Regions from separate parts of the Danio rerio genome. Here all the other regions are linked to region 4. A link is a contact called in public Hi-C, HiChIP or PLAC-seq and Micro-C data. All regions are on one chromosome and are shown on one strand. Each heading gives the region's core, a stretch centred on a gene start, on an enhancer-like site or on the middle of the called end of the contact. The rest is flanking DNA. Distances are from core to core; before and after follow the strand shown. Region 1 holds the start of fndc5b (fibronectin type III domain containing 5b). Region 2 holds the start of ldlrap1a (low density lipoprotein receptor adaptor protein 1a). Region 3 holds the start of e2f3 (E2F transcription factor 3). Region 4 holds the start of marcksl1b (MARCKS-like 1b). Region 5 overlaps ldlrap1a (low density lipoprotein receptor adaptor protein 1a).

Region 1 (3,700 bases), core at 424-2,923, 360 kb after region 4:
TGGGATTTAGTACTGATTATAATGGAAAGCATATCTAACTACATCCAACTGTAAAGATAACTGCAACTATATTAAAGGGCACCTATGACAAAAATCAACTTTTGGAAGCTGTTTGGACAGAACAATGTGTATGTATAGTGTGCCCACTGTCATATCAGAGTGATATAAACCCAGCAAGTCTCTTTTTTAAATTTCCTGACTTTAAAATAGGACCCAAATCCCAGTGATTTTGACGCTCACCACGATGTAATGTAGGAATGCGGTTTCCCCGGCCATCGAATTGATTAACAGCAGCCATGTCTTCATAATATATACAAGTATACACATGTCCACAGAACATTTTTTGCAAAGAAACTGGGATTATAGCATATATTACAACTCTCTGATCAGCTTCAACCCAATAATTAATTTTATAAGTTGATTTTTTTTTAAACAGAACATCTTTGTATTCTTTCTGTAGTTGAACCAGACCAAATAAATCATTCATTCATTAATTTTCTTGTCGGCTTAGTCCCTTTATTAATTCGGGGTCGCCACAGCAGAATGAATCGCCAGCTTATCCAGCACATTTTAACGCAGCAGATGCCTTTCCAGCCGCAACCCGTTTCTGGGAAACATCCACAAACACCCATTCACACACACACTCATACACTACGGACAATTTAGCCTACCCAATTCACCTTTACCGCATGTCTTTGGACTGTAAGAGAAACCGGAGCACCCGGAGGAAACCCACATGAACGCAGGGAAAACATGTAAACTCCACACAGAAACGTCAACTGGTCGAACCAGCGACCTTCTACCTACTGCGCAACTGTTTCGCCTTTTCCAAACAAATCAAAATAGCTAAAATACAAAACATATGTTTAAAACATATTAGGTACTCTAAAAATGCTGGGTTATTTCAGCCCAAATGTGCATAAAATATGGGAAAATGCAACAGTTTGCTTTTTTGTTTTAATTCATAATCCCACTTTAACCCAATTGTTAGCACATTTAACCTAAATTTAGGTTGAGATAACGCAGTATATTTTACAGTGTATAAAAGTGCATTCACCATTTTATTTAGTTCTAGTCTAAAATACACACTCAAGTAACTCTAAGTCTTTTGTGGTTAGCTTCTGAAGTGCGGTACGAAAAAGCTGATGAAACATTTCAGGCTTGTACAGTAACTACACCTCCCTCAACCTTTGTTTTTTTTTTTGGGTCAAGCCTCAGTTTGAGAGTTATTATTTAGACCCCCTAACGGGTTGAGTACGTCCCACTCCTATTCTTCTCTTCAGCTGTTTTTTTTCTGTTCACAAGATCCTCAAAGTCTTTATTTGGGTGTAAATTCGCATCCAGCCCACTGCTGGTACTTGTACAGCAAAGTCACGTGACACCTGTTACCTTTCTCAGCGCTGGTAAAGCAGTCCAATCACTGTCATTTCTGATGATATTATTCAGTATTTTATACGGCCTTTGTACAACGATTACAATAACTAAATTCAATGTAAATTCCACATACGAATCGTTTGAGTTAATAAATGTCATTAATAAGACTTTATGGTTTAAAAATACTCTTTAAAACACACTAATATTTGAATGTGACTGAACGAAGGACTTGTATTTTTTGAACCACCGATCGCCCCCTAGAGGAGATGTGTATTACGTCCCTTCGGTAATAGTGTCAATGCCGTCCAATGGGCTCACGCAGTCCTCTCATGTCGACTTTCTGCGGCAAGTACAGAGTTTAGAACCAGGGCTGTTCTGGACTGATGCGGGAATAAAGACTGCAACCAGTCGTGAATGTTAAACACACAGACGCCGACTAATAAGTTTCAAAAATCTTGCGAGTAAATGGGATTCAACGTCTTCCGGACAGAATGTAAAGAATTCCTTGAAGGATGTGGGGAATTAAAGGCTCGTTCGCTGTGCTGTTATTGCTGTTTTTGGCTTATATCTTCGCGTCCTCGGTTAACGCCGGTAAGTTTGCATGATTGTGTTCGTTTAGTCAGTAATGTCATTGTTATTTGTGGTCATTTTGGGGCTTTTGCGCACGAAATGGAAAGACGCGAACCCCTGTTACACTATTTTAGGTTAATGAACAGAATGACAGCGGTTTTTTCACATTACTATGAACAAAATTCATAGTGAAATTGCGTTCTGGTGTGTTCGTAATGGTAGGGAACAGACAGGTTGCGGGTATGAGATGAATAAATGATGCGCTACTACCTGTTCAGCCCTCCATTGGGAAGCACAAGACGCTCGTGGGTTTTCCACCGTTCATTCACACGGCATGTAAATGCTGTGAACAATTCGTGTGATCCTAATTGATCCTGTTCACAGAGACTGGTGAAATCTGCTCGCCAGACAGAGATGACACTTTGAATGCACGACAGATCAGATTGTGGAGCTTTGGGATTTAGGGAATTCGTCTGGGTGCAGACACATATCATTGGCTACTTCGTTTTTTAATGATTTGATAACTAGTAGATTACAGCTAAATAACTACAGCAGAATAATCATTAGCTGTCAGAGTCACAGATTCATCCCCCTCAATCGTATTTGCGTTTGTCTTTCAGTAGTCTTTCAAAGCAGCAGCCTTGCATTTTGTTCAAATTCATTGTTTTAGTGCGTCTAATACAACAAGAACATTTTATTATATTATTTTACATGTATTATTATTATTATTAATAATAATAATAATATGTAAAATGTATGAAATAATAGCTGGTTTCACTGATGCAAAAAAGTAAAATAGGATATTTATGAGATAAGATATATCAGTATAAATGCCATACTTCAGAACAAAGCTTGAAAATAAATTAAAGTAATAGTTTAATGTAAATAATGCTTGTAATTATTCAATGTAATTCAGCTTTCAAAAGAAGACACTGAAAGCACAAAAAGCATTTTTAAATATAAATGTAAATATTTATAACGACAAAATAGATGTAAGTTCTCGGCTATTTGATCTACATACAGTGCTCAGCATAAGTACACCCCTCACAAATTTGTCTTTTATTTATTCATTCATTTTGTTTTCGGCTTAGTCCCTTTATTAATCTGGGGTCACTAAAGCGGAATGAACCTCTAACTTATCCAGTTTTACGCAGCAAACGCCCTTCCAGCTGCAACCCATCACTGGGAAACATCCATATACACTCATTCACACTCATACACTACGGACAATTCAGCTTACCCAATTCACCTGTACCGCATGTTTTTGGACTTGTGGGGGAAACCGGACCACCCTGAGGAAACCCATGCGAACATGGGGAGAACATGCAAACTCCACATAGAAATGCCAACTGACTCAGCTGGGGCTCAAACCAGTGACCTTCTTGCTGTGAGGCGATTGTGCTACCCACTGCAACACCATGCTGCCCAATCTATCGTTTAAAGCTCTACAATATTATATTTGTGCATTTACATTAGATTAGTCAGTACTGAAGCCAAATCTGGAGCTTATCTAACTAAATAACTTACGCTAACTGTCCAAAAACTAGTACATCCAAATGGATATGTTAAAACAAATAAAAAGAAAAAAGAAAACAATTTAGTTGAAATTTTGTAGGTCATAATTTTTTTTTTTTTTGCAATATTTTGCTTGAATTTAATTGTAATATCTTTAATTTCTAAATATAATTGGTGACTAAATATATATGTCCTATATATATATATATATATATATATATATATATATATATATATATAT
Region 2 (3,257 bases), core at 8-2,507, 460 kb after region 4:
TCATTCCACATAAATTCACATTTTTTATAATATTATGGACAAAAATAGCAAAAAATGTCCACAGATTCTGTCTGGCCCGAGGTATACCTCATTTTTGGCCATACAGCAGCCTAAATGGGAAGCTCAACAAGGTTCAGAGAGATGGATTGACATCTAAAAATTATATAGATTTTAGGAGAATGATCTACATAAAAGAATAATGACCATGAAAAATGTCATATTAATCACAATCTAACACAACAACTGATATTTTGAGCTGCATAACGTTACATTTTGCCACGTTTTTTGCCTAGAAAAATACATATGCTATAATAAAGTGAATAAAATGAGTGACTTGTCCAAATAAAACAAGTTTAAGTGTTAAAGGGGGAAACTCGGTGCTCCAGCAGACTCGTGTCTTCACATACAATTAACGTTATAGCAGTCTTAATGGGTTGCTCAACAGGTTTTTGAGACACGGCCGACCACTAATGAACCCCCAAACCATTTAGTGTCGCATGAAGGTTATTGGGGTAACGTAAAGTTGGATTTATATTCGCACATTTATTCAGTAACAACTTGTAACATGCTCCCTATATTGTTTACCATAGTACTTTTAAATATTCCGTCTGATATCACGCAAGTGTGGCTTTAAAACAACATTAACACTATTTAATTGACTATGAGCAGTGTTGTATTTTAATGGTCATTGGCTGCTAATATTAATTCACTAACTTAACTGTTATTGAGAATTTGCAAAGAATACTTTTCTGAAAATATTTTAAGGAGACACCTGAATGTGTGAATATAGAACTAATTTTACCTCAATACGAAGTTTGTGAATCTCTTCGACAACAACTCAATGTACTTGTCATTGAACAACTTTTAAAGAACATAGCCTTTATCGAACATAAAAATAACATTTTACACTTAAACTAACGTTACCTAATAAAGCTTTACAAAAGCAACAACTCATATTTTGAGGGTATATAACTAGTAAACACGATTAACTCTACTGACAAACAATTTGAGACGCAAACAGATCCGCAACGCGTGTAAAAACAGCCCAAACAAAAGTGTCTCTAATGACATAAATATACTTACTTTTGTGTTTGCCTGAGCTCCAGGACTGTTTGGTCAGGCTGGGGCTGCGAATGAAAGCCCTTCTGGCTGATTTCAGCACATCCATGGCGAGTTTAGAAGCGGTGAGGCGTCTTCAGGTGCAGCTTGCTGGCCATGAACTACGGCTTCTCGCTCCCTCAACTTTGTTGTTGGCGTTTGGATGCCGACATCTGTGGAAATACTTGAACCTCCTCGTCTTCTGGGCGGCGCTTCACCTGTCAATCAAAATGACGTGCGAATTGCGCGGCGCACAGATTCTGTTTCCATGGCAACTGGGTTAAACAATGAAATGAAGCTTGGTAAAGTTGATCGCTTTTTATATGGCCGTGTTCGAACCTTAGCGTATATATCTTCATATATTGACTGGTAAGTAAACATTCATCAGTTTTAGGACACATGGCATAAAAATGACCATGAGATCCTATAATATCATATTTGGCGCCCTCGTGTGGATAATAGAAAAATTCAGCTTGTTTTGACAGCATTACAGCCTGTTTTGATCAGGGAAAAATCACTCTCTAACTAATATACAACTTGTCCATATTAAAACATGAAAGTTGTGACTGAACTCTTTTCTCCCGATCCCCAATTTTTCAACCTAATTCAAATATAAAGCTGGTTGTTTTTAATTCACAAAATTGGAGAGAAAGATTCTGTAACAGAATATATATATATATATATATATATATATATATATATATATATATATATATATATATATATATATATATATAATATATATTTGAATAAATATGTATTGTATAAAATCAAAGAAATTGGGTGTCACACACATGTGCTATAGGTAAATTGAATAAACTAAAATGGCCATAGTGTCTGTGTGCAGTGTATGGGTGTTTCCCAATGTTGGATTGCCACTGGAAGGGCATCTGCTACCTAAAACATATGCTGGAAAAGTTGGCAGTTCATTCCGCTGTGGCAACCCCGGATTAATAAAGGGACTAAGCCGAAAAGAAAATGAATGAATAAAAATGTCATCATGTAAAAATCATGTAAAAAAACTATTACAATAATTTATTCAACTTTCTTTAATTTATTGACAATATTTAATCATGTTTTATGAATACTATAATTGTTAATTAAATATAATATATTGATTTTAGGTCATTTTGCTTTCCCAGATGTGGGGTCTACCTTACCTGACAAAAGTCTTGTTGTGGATCCTAGTTGTAGGCAACAAATACTAACTTGGCTTCTTGTTGTTCATTAGGAAAAGTGGCAGAGTTTCTCTGATGATTCATCTGTTGAACTGCATCCCGATCATCACAAATACTGCAGAAAACCTATTGGAACCTGCATGGAGCCAATACTCTTACAGTATCAGTTAATTTTGGTAAATGAAAAATCATGGTTTGGAGTTACATTCGTTATGGGTGTGTGTGAGATCTGCAGAGTGGATGGCAACATCAACAGCCTGAGGTATCAAGACATTTGTGCTGCCCATTACATTACAAACCACAGGAGAGGGCAAATTTCAGCAGGATAGCACTTCTTCTCATACTTCAGCTTTCACGTCAAAGTACCTGAAAGCAAAGAAAGTCAAGGTGCTGAAGGATTGGCCAGCCCAGTCACCTGATATGATCATTATTGAACATGTCAGGGGTAGGATGGAGGAGGAGGCATTCAAGATGAATCCAAAGAATCTTGATGAACTCTGGGAGTCCTGCAAGAACACTTTCTTTTTCATTCCAGATGACTTTATTAATAAGTGATTTGAATCATTGCAGAGGTATAGATGTAGTCCTCCAAGCTCATGGAAGTCATACACAATATTAATTCTTCCTCCCCTGCACCATGACTTTATTTTCTATACTGCACATTATTTCTGTTAAATGACAAGACTTTTGTCTGAGCAAAGTCAGACCTCACTGTCCAAATTAAATAATTAAAAATCAAGGCATGATCATATTTTATTTTTGTAAAATAAGCGTAATCTAGAGGTCTTTGCCTTTCCTATAAGCCACTTCTGATACTAACTGATTAACCAGAAGTCAAGTTATTATTTGTTGTTCATAAAACTTGAATTGGCGACAAGACTTTTGTCAAGTAGTGTAAGTACATTTTAGCACAGCTGATACCTTTTATAGTTTATAGTCCATATTAGTAAATATTAGATTGTAGTATTTTTGTTGTAAATA
Region 3 (3,699 bases), core at 1,047-3,546, 510 kb after region 4:
TAATTTTTATTTTTCAAAACAAATTTTCCCTTTTGCAATTCTTTGTTTTTGTTAGCATAAAACAACTTTCTCAAAAATAAATTTTCGCTTTGCGATTTTTGAAGATTTGCATTTTTTTTTTTGCAAAAATTTGCTTCATTGAACCTGCCTCCAATGAAGCAAAATGAATATAATATATATGTAATATATATGTATTACAGTTGCAAATAGTTTTTTTTTTTTGCACTGCTTGATTTTTATTTGCAGTTCTTTATTTTTGTTTGAAATCCTTTTTATTTCACAAAACATAATTTTCTCTTTGTAATTTTTTTGTGATTTGTATTATTGCATTTTTTTTCTTTCTTTGGTCAATTTAGTTTTTGTTTGCTATTCTTCATTTTATACTGCGAGTAAATAAGGCTTTGTATTGATTCCAATGTGTTCCTTAAACTATTTTCTGTGATCAAAACAAGAAGATAAAACAGCTTTCTTACAGTTAAAGATTGTTCAAAGCTACTGTCAATTTTCTGTCATATCTCGCTCATTTCAGTTTTTATGTTGTATAATTAAAGAGTTCCAAGTACTCAATAGTTTTTAAGGTAATAACTTTACTTTTTGACTGTTGTCTTATTGAAGTTGTAAAACGTTTTCTAAAGTCAAGCTTTAGGGTTTTTTGAAAACATATACACACATTTTTTGCCCATATAAAGTCCTTGGTAATCCTGAATTTACTGTAGTGGAAAGGTAATGTGAAATATATTTCAGTGTTATTGCAGTGTAAGTAACTTGTATTTATACAGTTATTTGTTAATTTTTACTCATGTTGTTATTGTTGCGTTTTATAATTATATAGCACATTGCTTTTACAAAATCTTATTTCGATTTGAATTTGTCATTTGAGTACTAGAAACTAGAAATGCTCCTCAAATGTCTCTGCAAATCACTAAAATATTTATTCCATTACAGTTAACGTCCATTTCATTGCAGTTGATATAAATGTTTTTAAGACCTTTGCTTCTAGTCACAGCACTTTTCCTTTAAAATGATTTGATGGCAATTTTTTAGCAGCTTATTTAGATTAGTGTCAACTTCGTATCCATCTAGATTTAATTAAGATCTGTATGTAGTAGTGTTTTTAAAGGCTTCCCTGTTGTCTACCTATAGATCACTTTGAAGGATGTAAACAAAAAACAATGGTTTCAACATATTTCCTATTATCCATTGTTTTGTCTAAAGCTAAAGAAGACGCAGATTGATAAATAATGTCATGATAGCTGTTTTAGCATATGATTGAATTGCCTCTTGTTACAGTTATGAAACAGTTTGATTAAAAGCAAGAAATGTTTATGGGCCAATGACATGACTACATTGAAATTATCTATTGACCCATTATTTTTGATTCACTATATAACAATTAAAAACAAGGTTTTTATAACAATATTTGATTAAAAATGCCCATAAAGTTATAAGATTTTGCTAATTAGAATAAGTTTTCACAGTCTATAAATAACAATTTTAATATATTATTATATGTAATGATGAAAAATCCTGATTTTATATGATATTGATGCTCTTTTTCTCTCAGTTTACACAAAGGTCCCTGTCTAGCGAAATTTCTAGGTGGCCCAACCACTCATGCAGTGCTCTCAGCATGTTTTTTTATTTTGAATTTTTTTTTATTAACAAGAACCAGCATGTACAATACAATCACTTTACATATCTTAACAAGAATAAAATAAGTGAGGAAAAATTGAAATTAAAGGAGAAGAGTAGAAGAAGAAAAAAAAAAACAGTGGAGAAAGTACATAATTATCAAATTATATACAAATATATTACGCACATTTTCCAATTTTAGTTATTAACAATAGTTATTAATGCACTTTTAAATTTTTGTAGAAATAATTTTGTGGGATAAACTCTATGAAGTAATTTAAATGATATGTCTTTAGCCTTACTTGTAATAAAAAAAAATTGAGGTAATGACCATACTAGAGTCCAGTTTATATTATTAAATATATTGTTCCAGTGAAAAAAATAATATATGGTATAGACATATTTTCTTTTAAGATTAAAGATCTAATTTTGTGATTATTAGGCTTAAATCTCTCAGCATGTGTCTCACATCTAGCACCCTCCAGAGGAGAAACCTCTATTTAAAAAACAAAAAAAAATACCATCGTGGAATTTCATTGGCTCCACTATACCGACACGTCAGCACACGAGGCCGGAAAATAGATTGCCTCTAGCGAATGAGTTCACATATGCAAATCCGTTTCAAAAATTTCCCGGGAAATCTGAGTTTCGCGGGAGGACCTTTCGCGCGTAAACCTCATCCCCTACTTCATTGTCCGCTTCCTGGAGCCATTTTTCGCTGAAGCAAGAGCGAGATCGCATCGCTTTTTAATCGCTTACATCGGGTGTTTTATCCTTTAGCAATTGCACTCATATTACAGCTATGCATTCCTAGCACTGTCCGCTACCATCATTTATGATCATTTTACACCCACTCGCCCGGATTTGGTAGAAAACTAGCTTCAAATCACAAGTGGGACAAAGGGAACCTGCGCCTCTGAGGATCATGAGAAAGGGGGGTTCCTCGGTCCCAGGACAAGTCATGTTGACAGGGGTTGTTAGAGCTGAACAGCACGGTGTTTTTACTGCGGTTTCCGATCGACGGTGTGCAGTTTATTCCAATGCTACCCGTATACAAATAAACACACCGCCGTCCACTAATAACGGCTGTGTGCCCGAGGCTTCTGCTGACAGTTTGTACACAACTCCTCTACAAGGATCCACACATGGGACAGGACTGCGACCCACGTTAGGACGACCACCGGTAAATGACTTGGTTTAATTCTGTGTTAAAGTGTTGCACGTTCAATCCTGTAAATGTTAAGTCGTGAGGCTAAGTCCACTTAGCCTACTTCTGCTGTCATCATGGCTACTGCTGGAGCTTCTTTAAGTCCATTCAGTCTGCAGGTTTATGCAGATTCTGAACTAAACTGCACGTTCATGCTATTAAACAATTTAGCACATTAACCAAATGTCCCCCCAAATATGCATGACGCATAATGATTGTTTACTACAATGAAGACGCCGCATATTTCCGCAATGTAACGTTTGAGTTTGTGCAGTATAACTTAAGACAACACGACTGTATTCGTATTAAACAATGTTTCAGTGCAGTATGTCGTTGTTCAACTTCAATATTGTATTATTTTAGTGTTTGTAAGTCGCTTGGTTGTGCAGTTGCACGCCTCTTAAAGTTTTTGTCAAAGCTCGAGAGTCGCCGATGTAAATCGTTTTTTGTGTGTATAATACATACCCTATGTGATGTATTATCGAGTGGATGTTCTCTGATATCTGTGTAAAAGTTGGCTTTTCCGTGCAAAAGCTTCAATTAGTGAGTCTAGGCCCTGGTTTGTTGTCTTAGGATGGGGGATGGAGTCCTTTCTGAGCTCGCGTACTCTGTGCTAAGCTGAATGCTTTGCTAACTTGTTTTTATCGTTATAAAGTGCTGAAATTCATGACTGCTGTTAGCTCTTTAAGTAATTTTCTACGTAGGTTCGATGGTTTCCATATTCTCCAAAACCTAAACTAATGTGTGGTTTAATATGTTTTATAGGTTTAAGATCATTTAATTCATGATTTAATTACGACTTCAAACTAAACTTCACTTCATTGCTTTAAGTTAAAGTTGACAAATGGCCAACCTTTTAA
Region 4 (3,469 bases), core at 897-3,396:
GAAGTGAACTAGTGAATCTAGTTTGTCATTTGTTATTAATCTTGAAGAAAGTGGCACAAGGAGTCTTTTTCACATACATGTGTATATATACATATACATATATCCATGTATATATACATATGTATACATATACACATATATATAAATATATATTTTTTTCTTGGAAAAACAGTTCACAAAGTCCTTTGTGAAGTACAATCACTCCTTCTGTTCAGATGGTGCAGGTGTTGAGTTGGTCTCCTCTGTTTGTTTCGTGGCCTCTACAGCAGGTGCAGCAGCCTCTTCCTTTGCAGCAGCAGGCTCCTCAGCCTTGGCTGCAGGCTCCTCGGCCTTGGGGGTTTCAACAGGGGCAGCGGGTGTCTCCTCGGCCTTGGCCTCCTCCTCTTTCTTCTCCTCAGTGGCTGCTCCATTCTCCTCTGGCTTCTCTTCGGTAGCTGGAGCAGCAGCAGCGGCCTCTTCCTTCACCTCAGCATTCTTCTTGCTCTTCTTCAGTGAGATACCCTTGAATTTGAAGGAGTTCTTCAGGGAGAACTTCTTCTTCTTCTTCTTGGGGGTCTCCTTGGTGGCCTCGCCCTCAGGTTTGGCAGCCTCTCCCTCAGCGGCAGGCGCTGGTTCGATGGCGTCGCCGGCTCCAGCCTCAGATTCCTTAGCTGCTTCTGCAGAACCGTTGGTGGTGGCAGCATCTCCCTCTGCCTTGGCAGAGACATCACCATTGGTCTTAACATGACCGTTCTCCTGAAAAAAGAAAAAACAAAATTGGAATTCAGCATAATGAATCAGAAGGCAAAATGGATGATTATTTACTACGAGTTTACTACTTTTGCATAAGCTCTAGGGCATTCCTTCAATCGTCGACGGACACATCAGTGACCCGTCACGTAAATAATGCATGTCTTCGAGGTGACGCCTTGCAATGCCGCGCAGCACCAAGCGAGGGCGATAGAGCATCGCAGAACACCACACACAATGCGAAGCGAGACGCAGCTTTGGAACAAAAGACGGAGATCGAGCGAAGCACGATGGAGAATTTCATTGAGCTTCATTCACCGCTTATCCATCGACGAACAAATAACCACAAACGGCGATTTGAAAGAGGTAACGTAAAATATTAGCACCCTCATTGATAAGAACGGGGTTTAGTCACACAAAAACCCCAAAAGCTTGACCAACTGTAGACACTCGCCCCAATGTCTAGACTTTAAACCCCGGTGCGTCTGGAAATGAATACTCCACGCGCTTCCCCACAGACAAAAATACAACTAAAAAAATCGATGAAAATCCGACCAAATATTTACGAAATTAAATGTTTCAAATGAAAAGAGAGAAATCTGTTAACACTTAATTAGTAAACCGAAACATGAAACTATCCATTGTATACAATACTATCAAGTTTTAACCCGAAAATGAAAAAAATGACAAAAACAACACTTCCAAAATACCAGTTACATCCATTTCTCCCCAGATAGATCGCAACCCCCTGCTGCTGTTAACCCATGCATAGTGAATACGTGCAGCATCCTCCTACACTGGCATTAATGGAGATCGCATGGCAACAACACCGACCGTATCCAAACGACAAAACCAATTTCAACGACAGAAATGAATCGAAAACGTGTAGCAAAAACAATCTGTTTTCAACGCAAAACAGAAAACCGTGTATCAACAGCCTAATGGGATTGTCCTGAATGAAACCATTCGACGTGACATTATAAATAAGACAATGAATAAAATGGTTTGCTTTTGTTTCATTCCCTTTTCCAAGTAAAATCACCGTCTGCTCGCCACACTTAGAGAGCTGGTTAAATCGCAGACGGTGGTTTGCAACTCTCGCTGAAGCACTTGTTGGTCAGATGTGGGTGTGTCGCAGATGGAGAGATGAATTACCTGTCCGTTAGTCTTGACGGCAGCCGGGTCAGCAGCGGCGGCTTTCCCCTCCACAGCCACTCCTCCCTTTGATGCCTGGGATCCCATTATACTAAATGTGGTTTTAAAGTAAATTAAAAAGAACTCAAATTCAGGTGAGTGGAAAAAAAATTAATCCAGACCAATGGGCGTAACGTGCATCCAAATGCGCGAGGAAAGTTGCTGTTTTTTTCCTTCAGAAGGAAAACTTGAGATGATCCACTCTTGTCTTCCACCCGTGAGCGTCGACTCGACCTACTACTACCAGTTCCAGTCCTACAGCGCTTCAAGATAACCCGAAGCCCCGCCCTTGGGCGTGTCACGGTAACGCGAACCAATCTGAAGCACGACCCCGCCCTCCATGTCCCGCCTCTGTTGATTCCACATTAGCTTCATAGAAATAGAAAATGGCAACGAACTGGAAAGAAGAAGGGAACCAACGGGGTGACTTGTTGAATTCCCTGTTACTAAGAGCAATGGGGTTACAGTTTACTTGAACCCATTGAACTACACACTAGAATACAAGCATTTAAGGCTTGTCTGTGGTGAATGTGCCCTGTCGTTCAATATATGCAGCTCACTGTGCTCAAGACAACAGTGGCATTTAATAATAATGATTAATAGCAGGGCATAATTTACACTCTTATCTGATAAACAACTTATATGCTTCGTTAAACTTTTTATATACAGTTGAAGTCAGAATTATTAGCCCCTCATTTCTAATAACTGATTTATTTTAACTTTCCCATGATGATAGTAAATCGTATTTTGCTAGATAGTTTTCAAGACACTTCTATACAGCTTTAGGTGACATTTAAAGGCTTAACTAGGTTAATTAGGTTAACTAGGAAGGTTAGGGTAATTAGGCAAGTTATTGTATAATGATGGTTTGTTCTGTAGATTATCAAAAACATACATTGCTTAAAGGTGCTAATAATTTTGACCTTAAAATTGTTTTAAAAAATCAATAACTGATTCTATTCCAGCCGAAATAAAACAAATGAGACTTTATCGAGAAGAAAAAATATTATCAGACATACTGTGAAAATGTCCTTGCTCTGTTAAACATCATTTGTAAAATATTTTTAAAAAGAAATAAATAATTCAAAGGGGGCAATAATTCTGACTGTATGTAGGCTACTCTGAAGATTGAATTTTTTAAAGTGTCGTACACGATTTGAGTAATATTTACTTCTGTGTATTGTTAATATTATATATATATAATGGTAATTTGTACAAAATCGGTGCTACTGATGCATGCGCACGTTTTAGTGTGTCAAAAATTGATGCTTGTAAAAGAGATTTTAATTATTTATTTATTTGTAAATTTAAATTTGTTATATAATGATATATAATGAATTGCATAGACTGAAAACAATAGGCATCATTGTCTGTAAACAATAGCAAAGATGTGATTAACAATTGGAACTAAACTAGGCCAGAGTTAACAACATTGCCCACATTAATAAGTGACAGATGCATTGGCTCCAGACTATCATGAAGTCTCGCCCAACCTTTATCATTAAGAAAAGATACGGAAGACACATCTCCTGCCTTTTGATAAGAT
Region 5 (3,613 bases), core at 361-2,860, 430 kb after region 4:
CTAGATCTGCCAGTTTTAGACTGTTGAATGAACATTTTCTGTCAGACATTTTCTGTTTTTTACTTTTTAAAGACCCTCCCATCTTATTTTGGTTTTGATTATTTTTTTATTATTATTCATTTTCAAATATATCTATCCACAAACCCTATAACCCTTACCTAGAATAGAACAAAACATAGCCGTCGATCACTTCAGTCTAAAGTTAGAAGTATTTGGAGAAACTATATATATATATATATATATATATATATATATATATATATATATATATATATATATATATATATATATATATATATATATATACACACACACACACGCAAAAAAAATAAATCAATTAAAAATAAATCAATTATATTATATAAACGCATGTATATTTGTAGGGTATAAATTAAGATGGTCAAAATAATCAATGAAGGGGTGCCATATCTTATAAAATTGTTTACTCGATCTTTTGAAAGACTATCTAATTTTTTTTCAAGGTAAAGAAAAGACATCTCCCTGGTCCATTGAATAAAGGTGGGTAGAAGAGGATCTTTTCATTTAAGCAGCATTACTCTGTGTGCTAATAAAGAAAAGAAGGTAAGAATCGTACACTTTGACGGAGAGAAACATGAGTCTTCTTGGCGATTGCAAATAATGCCACAAGTGGTTCTGGCTCTATTCTACTGTATATTGAAGCACAACAGAAAGGGTATTGAATATTGAACTCCAAAAGTTTTCTAATTTAGGGCAAATCCAGAATGTGTGCATTAAAGTACTCTCAGCGGCCTGGCATCCATTACACAAAGAGCTAAAACCAGGAAACATTTGAGCTAATTTAAGCTAATCTTAAATCTTAGAAGAGGGTCTAACCCTCTTTTGTACCCTGACTACAAAAGGCAACATCACCACAACCTGCTTCAAAAGCCACCAAAAAAAAAAAAAAAAAACTTATTCAAAAACTACTTTGGCAAAAACATATATATATTTTTTTGTTAATATCATGAGCAAAAAATCAAAAGGTTAAATATGTTTCCCTGCCTTCTTCACACATATGTTAGGTGTTTCTGATTTGGAATGAACAGTTGTGCCCATTTTGAGAATAAGATCCAGAATGAACGCAGAAGTTTGAGGGAAAGTCTTCAGGCAATAGAGGAGACGAGAGGAGAACCGCTCACTGAAGAGCTGAGCCTCCCACACGTTTCCAGACACGTTTTTGATGGTGTATGTGTGTGTGTGTACTTGTGCGTCAAGGGTTTTCTCCAGCACTTTGCGTCACACGCTTCAACCCACATGCACACCTGACTCCACACAATCACAAACAAACCGCCCGGGTTCGATTCTGTAAAGCAGAAGCAGAAGATACAGGAAAATCAATATCTCATGTTCGAAAACAAAATCACATGTACTAAAGGTAATTTACTGGAAACGAGACCATTAAAGACACCCTATACTGAATTGATGAGCCCAATAAGACCTGTTTGGGATTTGATTGACAAGTCTGATAAAGAAAATTATTTATTTGCTAGGCAATATAGTGACATCACAGCAATGATAATGTGATGTTCATATGATAGGCACAGGGATTTGTCATGCTGGATGTGTGCTGCAGTAAACTAAAGACGTCTCCGGTGGCATTTCTGACAGATTCGACTGCAGATCTACTACATGTGTCGAGTGCATTTTGTGCCATCTGGGACGATTCTAGAAAACGTTAAAGAAATCCACCTAATGCACAAAAACAATTTCACACAAAGGGCTACAATGGAGATAAAAGAGACAAAGACATTTTGAAGGCAATACTGCCCTCTCCTGGTGATATAAAAAAGGTATATAATATACGCATGGATGGTGCAGCAAATTAACAATGTTTAATAGGACAAATGTGCATGGACAATTACATTGTTTTAGAGTTATATAAAATATACATATGAATTCATACTACATTTATAAACTGTACGGTTATACATGTTCTTTATTGATTTTTTTTATTTTTAGCACCTTTCTTAGGTAAATAAATGAATTATTTAATGATGTGGGTGGCATATATGCATAAATGATTTAAAAAAGGCAGCACAGTGGCTCAGTAGTTAGCACTCTTGCCTCACAGCAAGAAGGATACTGGTTCGAGTCCTGGCTGGGCCAGTTGGCATTTCTGTGTTTGTGTCCAAAGACATGCGCTATAGGTAAATTAAATGAACTAAATTTGCTGTAGTATATGAGTGTATATGTGAACGAGTGTGTATGGATGTTTACCAATACTAGGTTGTGGCTGGAAGGGCATCCGCTGCATAAAACATATACTGGAATAGTTGGTGGTTCATTCCATTGTGGCGACCTCTGAAACAGAGACTAAGCCTGAGACTCAGAAAAATAAATGAATGAATAAAAAATACAAATAAATAAAAATAAAACTGAGACAGACAAATGGATGTATTGATAAATATAAATGAAATGTTACATGTAGTTAAAGTCAGAATTATTAGCCCCTTTGAATTATTAGCCCCTTTTAATTTTTTTCCCAATTTGTTTAACGGAGAGATTTTTTCAACACATTTCTAAACATTATAGTTTTAATAACTCATCTCTAATGACTGATTTATTTTATCTTTATCATGATGACAGTTAATAATATTTTATTAGATATTTATCGAGACACTTTTACACAATTTAAAGTGACATTAAACGACTTAACTAGGTTAATTAGGTTGACTAGGCAGGTTAGGGTAATTCGGCAAGTCATTGCATATCGATAGTTTGTTCTGTAGACTATCAGAAAAAATATAGCTTAAAGGGGCTAATAATTTAGTCCTTAAAATGTTATTTAAAAAATTAAAAACTGCTTTTATTCTAGCTGAAACAAAAAACAAATAAGACATTCTCCAGAAGAAAAAATATTATCAGACATACTTTGTAAATTTTCTTGCTCTGTTATATATCATTTTGGAAGTATTTAAAAAAAGAAAAAGAAATTCAAAGGGGGGGGCTAATAATTCTGACTTCAACTATATGTATATGTATGCATGTATGTAGACAGACAGACAGACAGACAGACAGACAGACAGACAGACAGACACACGCACGCACTTCTATAAGTTGTTATTGTTTTTCTGATTGATTTAAATGGATCAGGCAGCAGTGCCCACCTATTTTTTGTAACAGAACAGTAATGTTTTAAAAGTGTAATCATTGCTAAATTATATAATGTAACCAAAAAATATGCATGGATGAATAGATGAATGTAATATAATATACAAAACAAAGTTAGACATAAATGTAGTTTTTAAACAAATTTGTTTTTCAAAACAAATGTGGATGTACAATGTTTACACTATTAATGTAATAATTGTCATTATGAAATAAAATGTAATAGAAAAACGAAACATCACTACTAATTCAATTCAGTATAAATATTAAAATATGAATAGGACACAAAAGAAAGTTAAAAACATGATGACAAATCACATAATATTAACACTTTTATTAGACTTTTTAGAGAAATATTATATGGCCCCTTAGGGTGTTATAACAATAATACAATTCTGATTAAATAGAAAAAAAACATACAAGTAAATACTGACACACAACTCACAATCCTCAAATGACAAGCAGTACTGTGACTTTAACGCTG

Evidence for each region. A called contact is a pair of places that touch in the nucleus more often than the background predicts. HiChIP or PLAC-seq counts read pairs in DNA pulled down with a chosen protein or histone mark.
Region 1: a contact with region 4 is called in a Micro-C map of caudal fin, with 3 times the contacts expected there. The contact joins the promoter of fndc5b here to the promoter of marcksl1b in region 4. A contact is called at or near these places in 2 of 18 Hi-C or Micro-C datasets (caudal fin and hematopoietic stem cells) and 1 of 4 datasets of contacts at active chromatin or transcription factors (embryo).
Region 2: a Hi-C map of hematopoietic stem cells shows a contact between it and region 4, with 2.8 times the contacts expected there. The contact joins the promoter of ldlrap1a here to the promoter of marcksl1b in region 4. A contact is called at or near these places in 2 of 18 Hi-C or Micro-C datasets (hematopoietic stem cells and an unstated tissue).
Region 3: a contact with region 4 is called in a Hi-C map of hematopoietic stem cells, with 2.1 times the contacts expected there. The contact joins the promoter of e2f3 here to the promoter of marcksl1b in region 4. A contact is called at or near these places in 1 of 18 Hi-C or Micro-C datasets (hematopoietic stem cells) and 1 of 4 datasets of contacts at active chromatin or transcription factors (embryo).
Region 5: a contact with region 4 is called in an H3K4me3 HiChIP or PLAC-seq map of embryo, with 6 times the contacts expected there. The contact joins the enhancer-like site here to the promoter of marcksl1b in region 4. A contact is called at or near these places in 6 of 18 Hi-C or Micro-C datasets (caudal fin, embryo, fibroblasts and 1 more) and 2 of 4 datasets of contacts at active chromatin or transcription factors (caudal fin and embryo).

Annotation. Positions count from the first base shown.
Region 1 is chr19:31,903,904-31,907,603 of GRCz12tu, reverse strand. It overlaps fndc5b (fibronectin type III domain containing 5b), which reads left to right and starts at 1,673. Exons shown (of 8, transcript NM_001044337.2): 1 at 1,673-1,965. The coding sequence starts at 1,887.
Region 2 is chr19:31,804,051-31,807,307 of GRCz12tu, reverse strand. It overlaps ldlrap1a (low density lipoprotein receptor adaptor protein 1a), which reads right to left and starts at 1,257. Exons shown (of 9, transcript NM_198980.1): 1 at 1,084-1,257. The coding sequence starts at 1,168. It overlaps LOC141379119 (a long non-coding RNA gene), which reads left to right and starts at 1,357. Exons shown (of 2, transcript XR_012395111.1): 1 at 1,357-1,467; 2 at 2,330-3,257.
Region 3 is chr19:31,760,339-31,764,037 of GRCz12tu, reverse strand. e2f3 (E2F transcription factor 3) reads left to right here and starts at 2,296. Exons shown (of 7, transcript NM_001080628.2): 1 at 2,296-2,815. The coding sequence starts at 2,558.
Region 4 is chr19:32,265,946-32,269,414 of GRCz12tu, reverse strand. It overlaps marcksl1b (MARCKS-like 1b), which reads right to left and starts at 2,146. Exons shown (of 2, transcript NM_213223.1): 1 at 1,885-2,146; 2 at 1-735. The coding sequence starts at 1,971. The coding sequence ends at 199. It overlaps LOC141379120 (a long non-coding RNA gene), which reads left to right and starts at 989. Exons shown (of 7, transcript XR_012395113.1): 1 at 989-1,095.
Region 5 is chr19:31,832,083-31,835,695 of GRCz12tu, reverse strand. ldlrap1a (low density lipoprotein receptor adaptor protein 1a) reads right to left here. Exons shown (of 9, transcript NM_198980.1): 9 at 3,449-3,613. Among named protein-coding and RNA genes, the nearest start is that of ldlrap1a, 28 kb to the right of the region's middle. Within about 2 kb of position 1,610, at least 3 of the 62 cell types and tissues checked have an H3K27ac peak or open chromatin away from gene starts, as enhancers often do.